Regions from separate parts of the Rattus norvegicus genome. Here region 2 is linked to region 1. A link is a contact called in public Hi-C data. All regions are on one chromosome and are shown on one strand. Each heading gives the region's core, a stretch centred on a gene start, on an enhancer-like site or on the middle of the called end of the contact. The rest is flanking DNA. Distances are from core to core; before and after follow the strand shown. Region 1 holds the start of Smndc1 (survival motor neuron domain containing 1). Region 2 holds the start of Dusp5 (dual specificity phosphatase 5).

Region 1 (2,848 bases), core at 24-2,523:
TACTTGCAAATCCTTCTTCAGTTTCAGCAGATCTTCATTTTCTCCATTTCCCGATAGAGCAGCTTCTACTTGCTGGAGTTGAGCTTTGTAGCTGGCCAACTGTTTTGCTAGATCCTCTGACATCTGAGGAAAATGAAGGCCCATTAAGGCGAGTCAAGTACCAAATTACAAAAATCTTTGTCTGACCCACCTAATTCAACCACTCTTGCTACAACACTGAGGTGGTTTTAGTCGTCACCATCATCTTTACTTTATTCCGCTTTAGCCAATCCACAGACTTCAAGGCAATAAATTCTGAAGACTGCAAACATGTCTGGTACATTCTATACAAAAAAAGATCCCCCAAAAATCATGCTAGTAAAAAAAAAAAAAAAAAGGAGAAAAAGAAAACTGCTTTTCCTTTAACTATTATGGGAAGGCAGTGTATGGCCGGACAATAAAGCCTGCAACACACTTCTTAAAAGTTGAGAAAGTCAAAATCAGGAAAACTAACACAGACAAAACGTCTTCAGTTAAGCACACAAACTCCTCTCTCTACAATCCCACTAAAGGTGTTCGTAGTTCCTCAGGAGGCAAACTCTTCACACAGAGGTCATCTTAGCAACCTGCCTTTTGCCAAACACAGCTCGGCGTCCTCGGGAACCGACAAGTCCCGTAAAGTGTACGCAGACTAAACATACGGGTCCTCCGAGGACCACCTCCGGAACATTCCGGCCCACCGGAAGCCTGGAATCCCGGCCGAGCCTTCCAGTCTGAGGGGTTAGACAAGCCAGCCCTCCTCCCAGTCAGACAGCACCCCAGAGCCCGCCATCATTCCGTCCATCATTTCGGACCAGGAAACCTCAGCTTCCATGGAAACCGCCGAGCCCCGCACCCTCACAGAGGACCTCGTCGGAACGGCGCGGGCGTCTCCCCCACCCGACAGGTTCCCCAGGACGGCCACGTTCGCCGCTTCGGCCACCCACTGGGGGTGCGAGAGCCGCTGGCTCCCCACACTGCCCGAGCCGGGCCCTGCTGAGGCCTCCGCCTCAACTCCAGCCCTGAGGCCCGACTAGGCCTGACCCTCCTTCAGAGGCTCGTTACCTTGGGTGGGACTGGGGATGGGACAGCGGGCAGGGGTCGGGGAAGCGAGCCGAGCGGCGGCAGGGACAGCTACAGCAGGGGAAATTTCCACCACGACGAGATTCGGTCGGAAAAGGAAAAAATCCGCCGGCGAGGGGGGAGGGGAGAAAAGCCGGGCTCAGGCAGGAAGAAAAGACAAGGCGAGCGAGATCCCGCGAGATGTACAAACTCTCGCGAAATGGCACCCCGATCACGTGACCCACGCCGTCCTCTTGAACAAACTGCGGCTTCGGAAGGGGGAGTGGGTGTGGTCTAACGGGCAGGAAGTGGCGTGTCTGCGCTGCGCCAGGAGCAGAAGGCAGGTTCGTCTTACGTCAGTTCCGCCTCGTAGTGGGAACAGCGGCTGGAGCTCTCTTGTGGGGTGTTCCCGATGAGAAGGAGATTTGCGAATGGGTTGGGAGAGATGGCGCGTTCCTTGTGTCTCACGGGGAGGCAGAGACAGGCAGATCTGAGACTGAGGCTGCATAGCGAGACCCTGAAGTCAAGAGAAGGAAAGTTTTGTTGTGTAGAAAATAAATATAGCCAATAAAGATAGATTGAGCCATAGAATGGGAACGGTGACCATTTCAGGTGCGTAGGCATCACCCATGGTAGCTAAAAGCCACGTGGTGAAAGAAAATAGAGAAAGGGAGGTTGTCAAGGTGTCCCAAGTATGAAGCATATCCCACAAAAGAAAAACAGTTACCACGAAAAGTTCGCGATCACTTACCCAGTGATCAGCCTAAGCATTCGTAATTGTAAAACGACCTTACTTTAGGTGAGACCTCTTGGCCAAGTAACGGTCAACAAGAAGTAACTTGTCATCTATGAGGATAATCAAGCCTTTCAGTTTAAACGAAATATAAGCGTAACACTGAATGGCCGTCAGGAAAGAACCACCTATCCAGAATGTGTGGTGTTCTTTTGACGTAAATACTCAAAAGGGTAACGTAATTTTAATGAGAAATGCCTACCTTCACCCTGGCCATTTGAAGACTTCTTTCCAATGCTGTTTGGAGTGGTTTAGAGGTACTCCCTGGACACCACTTGTAGTTTGAGCTCTCGCTTTGTGTTTGCAGTTTGGTTCCAGCTCCCAACAAATTACTCCAGCTCTCATGCCCTCGGCCTGCTGCCTCTGCCCTGCCATTAGAGACTCACTCCCGAACCACAAGCTAAAAATAAAAACGTTAAGCTGCTCTGGTCATGGTCTTTTATCACAGCAAGAATAGGAAATAATGCTATTAAAAGGAGTAAGGACTGTTTCGATGAGAAGAGAAAAAGGTGAACACGGTGGTGCCAGCTGAAGAGCAGCAGATCTTCCTTCTTTCAATGTCCTAATGTAGGTCTCCAGCAAGGTGTGGCCCAGCCTAAATGTGTGTACCACCACGTCTGGATCTGGGACTTGTCCTAAGATGACCTTGAACTCAGAGATCTCCTTGCCTTAGTCTCCTGGGATTCATGGCCACTATGTCTCAAGATCTCCATGCCAAGATCCAGGTCAGAAACTTGTCGCTCCCAGCCTCAAGATCTGGATCGCAGGTGAGCCCTCCAATTCAGGATTGTAGTTCATTCCAGATTTAGTTAAGTTGACAACCAGGAATAGCCATTGCAATCTTAATTTTTAAAAATAAGGCTATAAAAATTGTGGACAATCCACGCAGTAGAACAAACACCTTTAATCCCAGCACTCGGGAGGCAGAGGCAGTTAGATTTCTGTGAATTCACGACCAACCTAGTCTATAGTCTA
Region 2 (2,709 bases), core at 95-2,594, 140 kb after region 1:
CATGGCTTGGTTTTTTTTTTAAGACAGGATCTATATTGCTTAGATTGGCCTCAGTTTTGTGATGCTTTTTTTCCCACTCAGTCTCGAAAATGTTGAAAATGCTAGAATTACAGAGTCTATAATGATTGAATTGACTGCTTGAATGAAGAAATGACCCAGAAGCAATGCCAGCCATTACTGCTGTTGGGAATGATTGATTTGATCTCAGAAATTAGATTTCTGCTTTCTCCTAAAGGTCTCATCCCCTGTAGAGTTGTAAATGGATGCAAGGGTTTTCTTCATGAAGAGATAACAGTGAAATAGTTGGCAAAGGGCTTGGAGGCAGCAATGCATTTGCATCCCACGTGCCCTGACAGCTAGCAGAGCCCTCAATAAATACTCGCAGAGCAGACGAATCCGGGAATGGGGGCGGGCAGCACGAAGCTCCAGAGAGAATGGTGGGGGCAGACAGCCTGGGATTACACTTTATCCACCATAATCCCACAAATCCAGAAGCCACCTGGACAACAGTTTACTGGACTGAGCCTCACAGTTGCCCACAGGCTTCCCAGAACCACAGAGTCCCGGAGTCAGTGCATTGCTCCTGTGTGTGTGTGTGTGTGTGTGTGTGTGTGTGTGTGTGTGTGTGTGTGTGTGTGTGTGTTTTGCTCTGAGGCAGCATTCACTATGAAGCTCTGGTGGTATACTGTCCCTATCTTTGGAGAGAGACAAAAGGGGGCCGTCAATCCATCCGAGGCAGAATCCACTTGAAGTCTCTGTCTCACCCATTCACAACTCCTCCTTTTTACTCTCAGGAACTTTTATCACGGAAAATTAAAAGATAGCAAAAGCGGGGGTAGCATGTTAGAAGCCTCCAGCATCAAGATGACCAAGCCACGCCGCATCTCGGCTCATCTCAGATGCTATCTCCTTACAAGTTCAGACACAACAGCGAGCGACCGGAATCCGGGATTCACCCGGAGGCCCAAGGGGCTCCACGGCGCGGCCCCGGTCAGGTTCTAACCGAATTTGCTTCCTCCTCTTCCCGCATGGCGTGGGTCACCTCGCCCTGGTGGCGTTCCTGACACCCCACCGGTAGTCCCGGGTGATGTGTCAGTGAGTCTCTCTCCGCGCGGGGCCCCCGAGAGAGACAGCGGGCGCCCGCCACTTCCTTTTTCTCGCTCTGACTAAGACGCCCTCGCTCGAGCCTGCTCCCCGGGTGGAGGCGGGTGCCCGCACGCCCCGCCCAGGGGCGTGGCCAGGGCAGAGGGGCGGGGAAACACCCATATTTGGCCTTATATGGGCACTCACGTCACAGGACGCGCACTCATTCACATAAAACGCAGCGCTGCCGGCGGAATCCCCAGCTTTCCGGGGCAGCGAGTGGCGGGGCCGGGTGCTGAGCGAGCGGGGCGTGGAGAGCGTCGCGCGGCCCCTCGCGCCGGGCTCCGTTTGCAGGCCACAGCCCCCGCGAGGTGGCCCGCCGGCCCTGGGCCGCCCGTCCTCTGGCAGCTGTGGTGAGCGCAGCGTCGGGCCGGCATGAAGGTCACGTCGCTCGACGGGCGCCGGCTGCGCAAGATGCTCCGCAAGGAGGCGGAGGCGCGCTGCGTGGTGCTCGATTGCCGGCCCTACCTGGCCTTCGCCGCGTCGAGCGTGCGCGGCTCGCTCAACGTCAACCTCAACTCCGTGGTGCTGCGGCGGGCCCGGGGCGGCGCGGTGTCTGCGCGCTACGTGCTGCCCGACGAGGCGGCCCGCGCTCGGCTGCTGCAGGAGGGCGGCGGCGGCGTGGCGGCGGTGGTCGTGCTGGACCAGGGCAGCCGCCACTGGCAGAAGCTGCGGGAGGAGAGTGCCGCGCGCGTCGTCCTCACCTCGCTGCTGGCCTGTCTGCCCGCCGGCCCGCGGGTCTACTTCCTTAAAGGTGAGCTTGTTCGGGAGCAGGCTGCCCCTTGCCACCCTGTGCAGGGACACCGGGGCCCCAGGGTTACCTTCCTGCCTAGGAACTCTGCACCGGAGAAAGTCACCACTTGCGGGAGTGTGCACCCGGGGTTTGACGTGCGCTTGGGAGGTCTTTGCAAACGTCAGCTCCCAGGGCTTCCTTCTCCCCACCCGCCTTTCCTCGAAAGCTCTGGCATCCTCTCTGTCCTCTGGTCTGGGTGGGCTGAGAAGGTGCTGCGGGCGATGCTCCCTAGCCGTTCCGGGGGCCCAGAGCTCATGCTGGTCTCTGGCGCCGTTTGCAGACCGCGGGAGTGTGGGGGGCGGGTCGGAACCTTTCTGTACAGATCTGGCGTGATCAAACAGGTCGAGACCCTCACCCAGGAGAGTGGCGCCGCGGCGTCCCCTTTATTCCCGCCTAGACAATTAGAGTGCGTTAGGCTGTGTCTTGGTGGGCCTCTTGCCTTTTTGACCCTGGCAAGTCCCTCCCCTTCCTCTCCCTTTATTGCTTTTTATTGTTAGCCTCCAGCCTCCTCCTCCTCCCCCATCTAGGCCGTTCTCAAGCTTAATTTGGGAGCTGACTGCTTTCCCTCTCCTTTCATCCCCCTCTTCCCCAGCAGGGGATTATCCCTGGGGCTGCCTCCGAGAGACTACCAAGACTACCAACAGGCCAGCCTAGTTAGGAGAGGTGCCACGGGGGCTGTAAGATACGAGGAGATTCTGTGGCCTTTGATTTTAGGCCTTCAAGAGCCGCCTCCAGGCCCAACTATTTCACCTGCTGGGGAGATAACTTTGGCT

What was found. A called contact is a pair of places that touch in the nucleus more often than the background predicts.
Region 2: a contact with region 1 is called in a Hi-C map of kidney, with 2.4 times the contacts expected there. The contact joins the promoter of Dusp5 here to the promoter of Smndc1 in region 1.

Annotation. Positions count from the first base shown.
Region 1 is chr1:262,404,831-262,407,678 of GRCr8, forward strand. It overlaps Smndc1 (survival motor neuron domain containing 1), which reads right to left and starts at 1,274. Exons shown (of 6, transcript NM_001035234.2): 1 at 1,084-1,274; 2 at 4-123. The coding sequence starts at 123.
Region 2 is chr1:262,542,430-262,545,138 of GRCr8, forward strand. It overlaps Dusp5 (dual specificity phosphatase 5), which reads left to right and starts at 1,345. Exons shown (of 4, transcript NM_133578.2): 1 at 1,345-1,897. The coding sequence starts at 1,519. It overlaps LOC134485250 (a long non-coding RNA gene), which reads right to left and starts at 1,171. Exons shown (of 3, transcript XR_010063299.1): 1 at 1-1,171.